Linked DNA regions of Mus musculus: region 1 is linked to region 2. A link is a contact called in public HiChIP or PLAC-seq data. All regions are on one chromosome and are shown on one strand. The core of a region is the stretch at or near the end of the contact, and the rest is flanking DNA. Distances in the headings are between cores, read along the strand shown. Region 1 holds the start of Ppp2r2a (protein phosphatase 2, regulatory subunit B, alpha). Region 2 holds the start of Extl3 (exostosin-like glycosyltransferase 3).

Region 1 (3,495 bases), core at 308-2,807, 2.0 Mb after region 2:
GGACCCAGAAAAAAGCAACCTTATTCGTTGCTCATCTCCTACAATACAGTTCCAATTATCATTTCATTGTTCAGCAAGGTCAAAGGGCAGCCTGTTTATATAGCAAACTGTAAACCAGTCCAGCATAACTTCTTTAAAGGTTCTATTATCTATGCAAATATTGAAAAGAAAGGAAAATTGGTTTAATCTCCGACACTCACTGCTCAGCACTGAAGAGGAAATGGGGGGATGGGGGCACCCCGGGATTTCTGGAAAAGAAACTCAATCTCAATCCAGAATTACTCTATGAGAGGAAGGGCTTCAAGACTAAATTGTACAAAGATAACCGACTCTCAAACGACATTAAACCTCGCTTTTCCTTTACCCATTCCTTGCTAAATTATTCTCAATCAGGCTTTCTCCCCCCGCACCCCCCCCGTCCCCCCTCAGCAAGGTTTTATAAAATCCCTCTCCCTTTGGCTATTTATATCGGCGAACTCCACAACTATTTTAACTCCAAGAAACCCTTCTGGGAAAAGGACATCTGCCCAAACGCTACCGTGCAAAATGCAAAGTTTAAATTACCTTTCTCTCCCACCCAGCCCCCACCCCAATCCTTGCAACTTCTATTAAAGGCTTAGCATTCGTGAGTGGCAAAAAAATAAGACACGGGAAGGGAGCAAAATCGAAAACGAAATTCAGGCTTACACCCTCAAAACCTGACCTACCCCATTAATGTTTGTGTGGTGCTGGGGGTTGGGGGGGGGGTGACCGTGAGTTGGGGGGGTGGGGGTATGCCTCCATTGTATTTTAACTTGCAAAGCTGTCTTCCTTCTTATCGGTCCAGAATACATTTCTACAGAAAGGTTCTCAGTAGACCGGGAAGAGGAATGAATATGTAAGGAAGAGCGGAGGGAGCAGGGTGCAGAGGGGACCCATCTGCACGCCTGCACCCGCCCCACCCACGCCGTCTCCCACCCCCAACGCACCCGTGCCGTGTTCCTGTAGTGCCAGGCCCCGGGCCCGGCCTCCAGGCCCCACAGTCCCAGCTCAGTGCCAGGCCCGCCCGCCCGCCCCACACTCGGCCAGCGCCCCAGGCCGAGGCCCCGCCACCACGGTCGCTAGGGGGTGACGGAGAGCGCGCAGAGGAAGCGGCACGGCACCCTGTCAGCCGCCCAAGGGCCGTTTCTTCTTTACCTGCCATGTCGCGCTGCAAATGGTGACCCTGCCGGGCTCGTCGGGGTCTCCGCGACCGGGGCTCAGCCCCCACACCTGGGGATGGGGGGATCGAGGGCGCGGATGGAGGCGGATGGCACCTGAGGGGGGAGGGGACCGGGACCGGGGCGGAAAGGAAGCGGCCCGGGTGGAGCGGTCGGCAGGATGGTGGCGTTCACTCAGGGGCGTCCCGTCTCGTGCTCCTTCTCTCGCGGTGGAGACGGCAGCGGCGGCAGTAGCGGCGGCGGCGGCGGTAGTAGTGGCGGCGGCAGCGGCGGCTAGGACAGCGACGGCGGCCGCGGCGGCAGGGACAGGCGACTCCACTTTCAAAATGGCGCCCGCTGGCTGGCCGGTGACGTCACTTGAGGGGGCGGAGCGTCTTTGGGGCGGGTCGTGCTGTGTTAGCCACGCCTCCTTCTTGTCTTGCTTTCGCCCCGCCCCGCCCGCTAGGATCCTTGAGAAGGTCCCTGTACAGAGCTAGAGCTGCACTTAGTTTGCTGTGGCTGTGGGCTGGATGTGCCAAGCCGCGGTGCCCAAGTGGCCAAGGCCTGGCCTGTCTGCACCTCTCACTGTCCCAAGCCGTAGAGCCAAGGCCGGAACTTTGGGATGGCCTCATATGTTCACTTATGCTCAACCACATGGTGAGCTGGCCCTCTCGAGAGAATACCCCTTTTGTTGCTCCAGTGACCCTGTGGGTGAGCCCCGGAGGCACCAAAATTAAGGGAGAGTGATGCATACTTGCCACTGCCTGCCCAAGGTGAGAGTTCACTGAGCCCAGAAGGACACAACTGGACTGGTTCCATCTGGGTGAATTAGGTTACCTTCCCATGGACTAGAGCCCTTGGCTACTGCGAGCAGTTAAGAATAGCTCGCCACAGAAATTGGATGTTGTGAATGCCGCAAAAAGTAGCCAAGGTCTTTTCAGATAAAAGTGGTAAAATCAATGATTAAGAAGGTATGTTCTGCTGGGCAGTGGTGGCATACACCTTTAATCCCAGCACTTGAGAGGCAGAGGCAGGCGGATTTCTGAGTTCAAGGCCAGCCTGGTCTACAGAGTGAGTTCCAGGGTAGCCGGGGCTACACAGAGAAACCCTGTCTTGAAAAACCAAAAGAAGAAGAAGAAGAAGGAGGAGAAGGAGGAGGAGGAGGAGGAGGAAAAAGAGGAGGAGGAGGAAGAGGAAGATATGTTCTTCTGGCCGTGGTGACACATTCCTATAATCTCAACAGCGCTTGTATTCATTTAAGAGGTTCTAGAGTTCAAGGACAGCTGAGTTTGAGGCTAGCCTGGGCTATCTATAGAAGACTCTGCCTAACATACATACATCAAACACATGCAAAAAATTAAAATAAATCCATTTAAATGTAGCCTCTTCCAGTCAGACTCTCTGACATTCCCCCCCCCCTTTCCTATTCACCTTTAACTAGGTCAAATGCCCTTTCTTAGTAGTGCCAAGCTCTCCTCCTAGAGAGAGGGAGGGGAAGGAGGCAGAGGCAAGCAGATTTCTGGAGGTCAGCCTGGTCTACAGAGCTAGTTCCAGGACAGCCAAGTCCACACAAAGAAACTCTGTCTTGAAAGACAGAAGGAGGGCTGGGTAGATGGCCTAGTGGTTAAGAGCACTGACTGCTTTCCCAAAGGTCCTGAGTTCAATTCCCAGCAGCCACATGGTGGCTCACAACCATCAGTAATGGGATCTGATTCCCTCTTCTGGTGTGCCTGAAGACAACAACAATGTACTCATCTTAAAACAGTTAAAAAAAGAAAGAAAGAAAGAAAGAAAGAAAGAAAGACAGGAGGAAGAGGAGGAGGAAAGAGAACAACAACAAAATGTGTCAGGTCCAAAGGAAACTTCCCAAACTGCAAAAGGCAGTTCAAATATCCAGAAATGAGCTCAGCCTGGACTATAGGAGGATTTCTGGAAGTTAGATTAAAAAAAAAAAAAAAAAAAAAAAAAAACAGCATTCTTCAGGAACTTGTGAAGCCAGGGGCCCTCTACCAAAAATGTCATTTCCCTCACTTCTGGCAAAAAGGAGATATAGCTACCTACGTTGCCTAACTGTATATCAAAGCACATGCTGGTATCCCAAGATCCTGTGGCACATTTCAGTCCACGCTAGTGTCCTGCCCTTCTTACCTCTCCTCTACTGTAAACTCCAGCCCTCGGGTGTTTCTCTCCCAAGCTACTCCTCCTTATGACCCTGCTATTCTGGCTGTTTCCTCTATATTTTATCCTCTGCTATTATTCTTCCCTCTCCGGCATGTTCAGTCTGTGCTCTGGACTCTTCCAGATGCCTCTGGCCACT
Region 2 (3,645 bases), core at 299-2,798:
CACCAGGTACTTAATAATGGTTTTTTCTTCTAGAAAGTGAGGATGAGAATAAACACACACACACACACACACACACACACACACACACACAAAGCTTTTTGTTAGTTCTACCTTCACCTTTGGTGTCCAAACTGGTGTCTCAAGGATTCTGAAGATGCTAGGTCTGGATTTGGTGGCTCCAGCTTTATAATCCCAACACTGCAGAGGCTGAAGCAACAGGCTCACCAAGAACTCCAGGTCAGCCTGGGCTACAGCGTGACCCTATCTCCAACAACCAAACAAAACAAAACACCCACACACAATTCTTAATAGCCACAATTCTAGGTCTCCTCCAGAAAGCATTCAGACTAACGTCAACTCTTCAGGCTCTTCAGGCTCTCCACGGGCAAAGATCTGGAAATCCTCACAGGAAATAGATATGTTTAACACACCAAGTAAGAGTTTAAGAAAGTGGTTTTTCTTTCATTACGATTTATATAAAAGTCCTCTGCTGGAATAAGCTGTTGAGAAAGTCTAGTTTCACTCAAGATTATCAATGCCCCAGGGAAGAACCACCATCCCAGACTCTACAGAGAGTTATAGTCATTGAGTCAGAGGGGAAAGCTAACTGTTGAGCAATAGACAGGAACCTCCAAGCCTGCTTGGATGGATGGATGGATGGATGGATGGGAAGGGAGGGAGGGTAGAAGAGAGAGGGTCAAGAAGTCCAGCCTTGAAATGCCAGACTCTCCAAGTGGAACAAGAACAAGACAAAAGTGAAGAACCGCTTACTGCCACCTCTTAAATCACATATTGACTTTCCTCTTCCCCAAAAGAAGAGGATCTATTAAAGGCCTTGAGAATTTAAAGAGCAGCGATCCAGGCTGGAGGCTGACACCCATCGACTTTCAGTGGGCTCAGGGCCGTGGATATCTCAACAGAGGCTAAGCAGCTGCTCACTATGGACTAGGGCAAACACTCGGTGCTGCCCAGCTTCTCGGGCTCTGACATGGGGCTGTCGCCAACAGAACAGTCACTCCATGTGGGGCGTCACGGGGACCCCCAATCCCTCAGCTGTGGCACACCCAGGCCCCGGGAGGACACAGAGCACAGCAACACCTGGACCCCTGGCAGGAAGTGGCCACCTGGAGAGAAGAGCCCGACGGGCAGCGGCGCGCAGCTGTGCCGAGGAGAAGCGGCCAGATGTGGGAGTGATCGCGGGGAGCTGAAGGCTGCGCTTCCACGGGAGATGTTCCCGTGGGCCGCTAGTGCCCGGCCCCAGCGGAGCGAGGCCCCCGCGCGGGGCAGGCCTACCCGGCTGCGCCGCCGCCGCAGCTCCCAGGCACCGCCGCTCGTGCCCCCGCCCGCCACAGCCGCAAGCTCAAGGCTGCCCGGTGCTTCCCACCAGCCTTTCCAGCCCTGCCCGGGTCCTCGGGCTTCCATGCCGCCCGGACTCCTACCGGCTTCCAGTCAGTAACGAGCCACCGCCGTTGCCTGCGTGAAAGTCCGCTTCCCACAAGCCGCTCTGGCCGCCGGCTGCGCGCCTCCCAGGCCGCGCCGGATCCTCCACTCCCCCTGCCGGCCGGATCCTCCACTCCCCCTGCCGGCCGGCGGCCATTTCCGACCCGCGCCGGCGGAACTTGCCGAAGATGGGCCGGAAACGGCCGAACCTGCGTCTGCCGAGCGAGAGGAAAGCGCAGAGACATTCGTGACTTTCCGGACGCGTCCGAAGGCACAGGCGGAGGGGGGCGGTGGGCTCTGCCCTCCTGGATCCCAGGCGCAGGCTGGGTGCCAGTGATTGTGAGAAGGGCCAGGAGCCTGGAGAAGAGGCCCCATTAATCTGGGTAACCCTCAACCTAAAAATAAGCCCATGCCCAAATGTGGTACCCCGTGCTAGCAATGACCCACAGTTCTGAAACACTTTTAAATATTTAGCTGCAAATAAAGGGCGGGGCTGAGTAGATGCTTAGGGGGAAAAAAAATCCCCGGCTTTGCAAAACAGATTAATCAACCTTGCAAGTTATGGACTAAAAGGAGTATCTTTTAAATACTTTAAAGCCAGGCTCTGTGGTTTGGGAATTGGGAAGACCCTTCTACTACAGAGAGAATATAGAGAGAAGGGGGGGCAGGGGCAGGGAGGGCTCAGAGGAGGCAGAGAGAGACCGGGGGGGGGGGGGGGGGGAGGAGGAGAAGGGAAGGAAAGAGGGAGGAGATAGGATCAATTTTAAAAGTAGCACGAGTTAATTTAGAAAACAGTTCAAACTCATCTATTAAAATTAACAATTGTAGTATAGTTTAAAGTCAGATTGCTTCTCCGTATTTATTTGAGTCCCCCAAAACAAGGCTATTGCCCCAGGGCTTCCTCCACAGAGTCCAGACACACCCAGCTAGGTTAGCTCATTTCCATCCCTGTGCTTGGGTGGTCTGTTACTTTAAGGAGAACTGCACCCCAGAGATGGTTTCACAGCTGCTGACCCTTCCACCTGCCCTTCTTGGGAGCACCCAGACCCAGTGCTCAGGACAGGGAGGCTGAGAAAACAGGATTCCACTCCCACGGCAGACTGAGTTAACCATTCCCTTTGCAAAACAAAACATTTTTAAAACCCTGACAGTTGATTTTCTGGAGCAGTCTCCTCATCTCCTGATCTCTCCACCCATCTCCAAGTCAGGCTCCGCTCTTTCCCTCATCTATCCTATTTTACTCTCTTGTAACTATGATAAAACACCACGACCAAAAGCAACTTGGGGAGGAAAGGGTTTATTAGGCGTACACATCCCAGTCACAGTTTATTATTGAAAGAAGCTGAAGCATAAACTTTAAAGCAGGGCAGGGCCCTTGGAGGCAGAAATTGAAACAGAGGCCTTGAAGTTAGGCTGTTCACTGGCTCGTTTCCCATGGCTGGCTCAGTTTTCTTTTTTTCTTTTTTTTTTTTTTTTCTTTTTTACACTAGAGACCACCTGCCCAAGGGTGGCTCTGTGCATAATAGGCTGGGTCTGCCCCAGACTTGCCCACAGGCCAATCTGATAGACGAGTTTCTCCCTTCCCCCCTTCCCTCCTCCCTCTCTCCACTTGGGGGAGAACATTTTGAGGTCTCCCTCTACATGGCTATTTTGGAACTCACTATGTAGACCCGGCTGGCCTGAAACTCACAAAGATCTGCCTGCCTCTGCTGGGATTAAAGGCACGTGCTACCCACCCATACCTGAGGTTCCCTCTTCTCAGAAGATCCTAGCTTGTGTCAAGTTGACAACAACTAACCATCGAACCATCCTTCCTCCTTCCCTTTCTGGGGACATGTAACGCTCCTCTCTCCCACTGATGAGCGCAGGAGGTAGAAATTGACTAGACAAGGCTGGGGCGCAGGGAGTGATCGGCCTTTTCTTGGCTAAAGGCTGGAAATAGGTCAAAGATGCCACAAGTGCCTAAGCCAAGTGCCACCAGGCTGGAGAGGCCAGGAAGGAGGTCGTCGTCTCCTACCCCTTTCCTGGACGCCATACTGAGGCTGTGACCCAAACTGCAAGGACCTCGACACCTGGCATGAAAGCTGAACTGGGTAACTCATCCTCTTTCCTGCCTCCATCCGCTAAAGCCCAATTAACTTGCAGGCAGTGACGCTGCTCAGTGGGGTTCCAGCCCCCGGGGGTTGGGGGGGAGAGGACCCTTCC

The links. HiChIP or PLAC-seq counts read pairs in DNA pulled down with a chosen protein or histone mark.
Region 1: a contact with region 2 is called in an HNF4G HiChIP or PLAC-seq map of pancreatic cancer cells. The contact joins the promoter of Ppp2r2a here to the promoter of Extl3 in region 2. A contact is called at or near these places in 1 of 39 promoter capture datasets (pre-B cells) and 1 of 115 datasets of contacts at active chromatin or transcription factors (pancreatic cancer cells).

The regions. Positions count from the first base shown.
Region 1 is chr14:67,070,914-67,074,408 of GRCm38.p6, forward strand. Ppp2r2a (protein phosphatase 2, regulatory subunit B, alpha) reads right to left here and starts at 1,558. Exons shown (of 10, transcript NM_028032.3): 1 at 1,177-1,558. The coding sequence starts at 1,183.
Region 2 is chr14:65,096,558-65,100,202 of GRCm38.p6, forward strand. Extl3 (exostosin-like glycosyltransferase 3) reads right to left here and starts at 1,549. Exons shown (of 7, transcript NM_018788.3): 1 at 1,440-1,549. Gm52119 (a long non-coding RNA gene) reads left to right here and starts at 2,813. Exons shown (of 3, transcript XR_003951142.1): 1 at 2,813-3,533.